Regions from separate parts of the Danio rerio genome. Here region 2 is linked to region 1. Evidence: chromatin contacts called from public HiCAR-type data. All regions are on one chromosome and are shown on one strand. The core of a region is the stretch at or near the end of the contact, and the rest is flanking DNA. Distances in the headings are between cores, read along the strand shown.

What was found. HiCAR-type assays count read pairs that join an accessible place to other places.
Region 2: a HiCAR-type map of caudal fin shows a contact between it and region 1, with 5 times the contacts expected there. The contact joins the promoter of ston2 here to the promoter of foxn3 in region 1. A contact is called at or near these places in 1 of 18 Hi-C or Micro-C datasets (an unstated tissue) and 2 of 4 datasets of contacts at active chromatin or transcription factors (caudal fin and embryo).

What each region holds. Positions count from the first base shown.
Region 1 is chr17:17,825,391-17,828,761 of GRCz12tu, reverse strand. foxn3 (forkhead box N3) reads right to left here and starts at 1,737. Exons shown (of 6, transcript NM_001045263.2): 1 at 1,557-1,737.
Region 2 is chr17:18,016,651-18,020,391 of GRCz12tu, reverse strand. ston2 (stonin 2) reads right to left here and starts at 2,465. Exons shown (of 7, transcript NM_001033743.1): 1 at 2,427-2,465.

The DNA.
Region 1 (3,371 bases), core at 488-2,987:
GGGCCATGGAAACAGAGGGTCAGGGAAAACTTACAGCGCAGCACGACATGCCAGTTTGCTTAAAACAAAATAAATCTGTCCTTGATTGTGCAGGGGTTATATTTATAGAAACATTTAGACGCTAGGTTGTAAATCCAACATTTTTTTCCAGCAAAACAGCTTCAATGCCACAAGCTTTTTTTTCTTCCAAAAGGGACACTGCTATCAAGGTATTTTCAGAACTTTTTTTTTTTTCAGACAAAAATGGAAACTCTTGTGGAAAACACAAACTCAGCATCTCGGATTCCCAGAAAGAACTTGCTATAGCACTGTGGCAAAGAGACTTGCAGACAGACAACCACAAAAAGCTCAGAGCTCAGCAGAATGGCCAGAGTTACCAGAGTCCAGCTCTAATGACAATAAATCCACAGCAGACTGTGGATGAGCACAACTTAATGCTCATGAATGCAAATGAACTGAGAGAACACAGAGCATGCATCCAACACAGGACTTTCAGCTGTTGTATCCAAGCAAGCGTGCACAGAAAAGACAGCTGAACCGAAGCCTTGCAACTTAAAACTCTCAGATTACAACAAAAAAAGATTTGATTTCCAAGCTCAGCTTTAAAAATCTGGAATGAGCAGCACAGAGGTAAGATTAAGTCTGCTTATCCTAAAGAATAAGAACACAATTAAGCATTTTAGGAAGTACACACAAACACAAACATTGGTTTTGGTGGTTTATGAGGACTCTCCATAGTCATAATACATTTTATACTGTAAAAAGTGTTTATTATGTGGCCTATCCTACCCCTAAACCCCACCCTTAAAGGAAACCTGTGGCATATAAATATGAAATTGAAGCATTTTGAATTATGAGGACACATGTCATGTCCTCATAAACCATCTCAACGTTGTAATACCTAGGTCAAACAAATTTATGTACTTGTAAACCACTAAAACCAGTGCACACACACAAGCAATAGCTCACTGCATAGTTTCCCAGCAGTCTCCTTGGTTTAAGCGGGTGAAACGTCTTGAAGCGATGTGGCTCACTTCTTCTCCCCTGCTCTGACTTGTTTTCCACCCAGCGAGCGTCGATTCAAACTTCACTCTGCTGTATTTGTTGACAAGTCTCGGAGCAAAGTTCCCTGTGCAGAACCCTGGGTGCTGAACTTGAGAACAGCAAATACAAACAATAACAGCCAGGAGAGAGTGCCCTACCCCCTGAGGGACAGATGTTACATTATCGGCACTAAGAAAAACATCAAGCGGTCTACTAGAGGAGCGAGAAGACAAGCTCCCGGTCTAGACCTCTTCCAAAAACACACTTTACAGCTGCAGTGACTTCCATTCCTCTGTGACAGGAGCGTGCCCTCCTTCAGAGTCTGCTGTCACAATATTTCATCCTTGGCGTAAGTAGCACATGTCCCACGCGTAACTAGACTCACCAGCCCGGAGCTCCCAGCGGCGTCTATATATGCCCACGAATGCTCTCGCACACCGGCTGCTGACTCCTGACAAAAAAGCGAAAGCCCTGATACATTACAGCAAGAATGATCAATCACACACACAAACCTTTTTAATCCAGATCGTCCCCTGATTGGCTGCCTCTGCATGAGCTCCAGATTTTTAAATCCGACTGGTTAATCCCTCCATTTCTCTCAGATTCAGTGTTTCAGCAGTGACCACAGTTGGCTCTAACATTCACTGAGCTTTTTTCTCTCCCTCCCTCTTTCTCTCTCTCTCTTTGCACTCTGTTCTGAGACCACTTGCTGTGCTCTGGAACTAAGGGAGCCTGATGAGGAAGGAAGAGCCTCGCTGGGTCCTAGTGTCTCCAGTGTTGACTGAAAGAATGCCATTGTTCGGTGTGTAACCCAGGGCTACACTCTACAGACGGCTGCGGAGTCCTGCGCTGTGCTACATCCACTGTTGGAGTGTGTGTTGTTGGACAGTGATGGAAAGATGATTAACATGCATTACCTGGAGGAAAAATTTTTATATTATTGGTAAATTTGAAACATTTTATATGGTAAATAAAAATATTAATGATAAGAAATCCAAACATTTTTCTTTATTTTTAGTATTTTTTCATATTTTTATTTATTGTGAAATCTGTGTCGTGCTTTTTAGAAATATATAAAAAAATGTCATATGTGGTAATAAATATTTCTTAATCAAACAGAAATTCGATTTCTGTAACAAAAAAGACAGTTTGTCATTATTTTTCAATTGAATAAATCTTGTTTAAAAGATGTTGACCTGACATAAATAAACAAATAAAAAAAATAATTAATAATTCAATAATTTATTTAATTAATTAATTAATTAATTAAGTCATACATATTGTTTGAGTCTTGGCTTAGTCTAACAAACTGAACTTCATAGCTCTTTGCATATTTAAATACTGATGTTATACATTTATACATTTGATATAAAGTTTTCCTTAATATTTTCTACTGTCCTAGCCAACATAGGCTCATTCTGAAATTGTAGCCCTATATACGTTTCTGTAGATCGTGAATTATGTAGCCAGATCTGTGTATGGATGCATTTCGTCTTTAAAATGAACGCTACAGGGTGGTATGATGGCTTTCCTTTTCTCACTTACCAGCTGACCACTTTGACCACGGCTTTCACGCTGTTACTAGTTTGTCCGGTAGCTCGACACGTACCTTGGCAAACTTGAGATGCAAAGTGGAGTTGACAACGACGAGGTTCAAGTCTGGTGAAGACAAAAACAGAAGCCAAAAAATAAAATGAACAAGTAAATAACAGGGTGAGAAAGTGGTAAAATCTGAAAATGTGGTAAAAATCAGGGGACTTTTCTTTTTCTGGATTGCTTTTGAAAACTGTCAGTTGGGTTTAGGGAAGGGGGTGGGTGGGTCAATTAATGTTTTTGAAAACCCTGGTTTGGTTTAGGGAAAGAGGTGGGCGGGTCAATCGATGCTTGTGAAAACAATGGTTGGGTTTAGGGAAGGGGGTGGGCGGGTCAATCGATGCTTGTGAAAACAATGGTTGGGTTTAGGGAAGGGGGTGGGCGGGTCAATCGATGCTTGTGAAAACAATGGTTGGGTTTAGGGAAGGGGGTGGGCGGGTCAATCGATGCTTGTGAAAACAATGGTTGGGTTTAGGGAAGGGGATGGGCGGGTCAATCAATGAGTGTGAAAATAATGGTTGGGATTAGGGAAGGGGGTGGGCGGGTCAATTGATAATTTTGAAAACACTGGTTGGGTTTAGGAAAGGGGTGTACGGGTCATTCGATGATTTTGAAAGCACTGGTTTGGTTTAGGGAATGAGGTGGGTGGGTCAATCAATGCTTTTGAAAACACTATTGGTTGGGTTTAGGGAAGAGGGAGGGTGGGGGTGGTCTGTCGGTTGGTCAGTCAGTTA
Region 2 (3,741 bases), core at 1,216-3,715, 190 kb before region 1:
CTCATTTCAGAGGCTGCACCCTCCAAAGGATGATTTTGAGGAGCTCTGCGTCATCGCAGCGCAACAAAAGCAATTCGAAACAATTCGAAGGCTTCCTCAAACGCAGCCCCAAAATGCGTCCTTTGGTAATGTAGAATACAACAGGTGGATCCTTTGTGGCCTTGAACAACCTAAGATTCATTGCGCGCTGATAACGGCAGGATGTTTTTAAAAGAAAACTCCGGATTAAATGTATGAATTAGGTTTATTTTGTCTAAACACATTTTAAAAAACAAACAGAGTATGACATGTCTTTAAGAGTGATTTTATAGACAGTTTACATGTTTATCTGTTCATATGGATCAAAGGAAATATATTTCCAGCTTCTGCAAACCTTGCTTTGCCTTCAGATCATTTAAAATAAGTTTTAAAATCACTTTGAAAAAACGTCAATACAAATTTTATTACCGCCTATTAACGGCAGCTGTTACAGTTGCAAGGTGAAGAGATCCATCCCTCTCGTCTCATTTCAAAATGCTCGGTTCAGCCTACAGTATGTGGACTTCGAAAGACTCACCTTTGAAGTCTGCATCCTTTTGGAGGATGCAGCCTCTGAAATGAAACACAGCCAAAGTAGGCATTTCATTTATTTATTTATTTATTTATTTATTTTTTGTAATTACATGCACAAATGAATTGTTCACAGCAAAACTAGCAACAAAATCTTATGGTTTTGTTTCCATGTGTACTTTAAGGTTTTTTTATGATTACAGAATCTTTACAATTTCTAATATACAGTTATTTGCAAAGACAAATGTAATATGTCTTTAATGCATACATTAATGCAAAATGGGTATTTTAGAATTTCTGGCGGCATATTTTGACTTTTTATATTATTGAGCTTATTTTACCTGGCAACCCTGCCCTTAATCCACAGCACTGGCAAATTATAATTTTCTATGCATTATTCCTCAACATAAAATGGCATATTTATTAAAAGTTGATCAATAAGTAAATTTTTAGTTTTAAAAGTAGCGTTTAGAAGCCTGTCGAATCTCAACAAGGATATGAATGTTTCAGGTTGTTTTAACTGTACAAGCCCAGTTCTAGCTATGAGTCAGCAAGACAAAAGTTTCTGACATGCCATGTTATTCATACATTTATTCAAAACAAAAACACTGCAACCACCACCACCTCCACATGCTTTCACAGCAGTTTCAGTTTCACCGATCCCTGAGGAGCTGAACATTTTCCATGGTAACCAGTTGCTGCCAAAGTACCATAGCTATTCAACAACTAAAATATGTTACTAAAGTACATTTGCATACCAAGCACTGATTTGTTTGATTTAATGTCAGATTTGCTTTTGAAAGCATCTGATTGGATACAAATTTGTGCAATGCAGCATGAGTCATCATCCTTTTAAGATTTATATATTCACTACTGAAATTAAGAAAACATACAAAACATTTATAATACTTCTGATTGCATTACTTTAAGACAATCCCATAACCCATTAAACACTTGGTTAAAAAATTTTATCGAAAGGTCTTCAATATAACTGGTGAACCCTTCAAAATTCTGAATTTGGGTAAAAAAATAAAATGTGTTGTCAAACATCAAAAGAGTAAAGGTGCACTTTTCTGTACCGCAGTTAGAATGCACCATTTTAATTTAATTCATTTAGATATATAGCCAAAAATAAGGAATATTGTACAATAATTTCAAACTAAAACATGATTTAGTACAACAATAAGTTATTTTACTAAACATTAAATGTATATAATAAAAAAAGTATGTGAATATACAGAGACATTTTATATAACATTGATCCAAATCAAAATGCCACAACAATAGATAAACATGCTATATTTAATCATAACATACTGCAGAGCTGAACAACAAAGTACAGGTCTTGTATATATTTTTATTTATAAAATTATAAATTATCAACAGCAGAAAGCACTAAATTGGTAATAATAATATCTCAATATCTCAATAAATATATCTCAAAAGAACTGTACAGATATGATCTTTTCCTTTCATTATCAACTCAATCTGTGCTGATCACAACAACAAACTGCTGTGATATGCTATTTAATGAGTGAGACGAGCTTCAATTACACACATAAACAACTAGAAAGCTATTCTTATTACATCCACTTCACATCCAAACATATTGCATCTCTGTGTTCTGACATCTGATAACTTTTTGCCACGTACTACACATATCCTGCTAGCAATGTAAACAAAGCACACGCGCTTCCGACAACCTGTTGTTGCAACATTGTGAGACATAGTTTCATGGTAACTTATATAACTTATATTATTTAACAATGAATATGTATCCCTCGAAATATGTCACAATTCTTAACCGAATTAAGTCAGAGATAGTGTAAAAAACACAGCGACCAGACAAAAAGAAGTGTATGGGAATATTTACATACCGATATCGTGTTGTTGAGCCTAAGCAGATTGTAGCTCTCACTCGCTCCCGGTGAATCTGCTACAATGCCACACCTTATTCGCAGCTGATTGGACGGTTGTAACAGCGCTGTTCGATGCTCCACCTTAAAATCCATACGATTGGACTGTTAAAGCAGCGCTGATTCAAATAACCAATCAGGAGTGAGCTAGGTGAAACATCTCAGAAAGTTTTTCTCAAACATAATCACGAGGGGAGTAAAAATGGATTTCATAAATGATGAATATTATATTATATTATATTATATTATATTATATTATATTATATTATATTATATTATATTATATTATATTATATTATATTATATTATATTATATTATATTATAACACAAAATCATTAAAAGATGCTGATAAAATCTCACATTAAATCAAGTTTAATTTTGTAAAATTATTGAGTAAAGAATCATCAAAGTTACTGGTAAACACTACTCCATATTTTATTTTGAATTGTTAGTGTGTTATTTTGAAACGATTTCAGTGAGTATTTTTGTTTCTGGGCATTCTTTAAAAGACTGAACACGGTCATAGATTTACATTTGTTAATGTATTTACGTCTAATCAGCACACGTTTTTCCGTCTGCTGGATGTAAATTATTGTTTTGGGGTGTATGTGTGTCTTAGCATATCAGTTTTGGCTATGCACTCTATCTAGTAGCTTGTATATTTCTCTTTTAACATCATTATTCGTAGGAAGGTATTTTATCATTGCTACATATTACATACATTAACTGTAATCGAATTACCTGTTTTTATGTTTTATTTAATTTTTATGCATTTCTGAATTATGTAAATTGCAAAACGTAAGTGTCTCCAATAGGGGGCGACAAAGTTCTTATAACGCCTTATGTTGCAATGAACTCTAAGAGATTGATTTTGGGAAATAATATGATATAAAAAGCGTTAATCAGATAAATATAGTCCTGTTGTGTTTTTTTATGTATAACAAGAAGCAGGCCAGTGCATATATATCTTCCAAAAGCCTCCAGATTTCATTTTTCCTGAGGACTGAAACCTTACTTTCAATCCACAGGTAGGTCTATCAAACTGTATGATCACCAAGACCTCAGACAGCTGTGTGTTGGTTACAGGCTCTTTGAACCCATTCCTGTCTATCAACCTGTCATGCTTTGAAAAAAGCCAGGGACCTTTTCCTGGGAACCCAAGAGAACGAAAAAGTAAAAAAAAAAAAAAAAAAGTGTAAACAAAAACAACTTTCAAGCCACCACATCCGTCAGTGAAAGAAAAGCTTTATTTTTAGCATTAGCAGCGGGGTGATT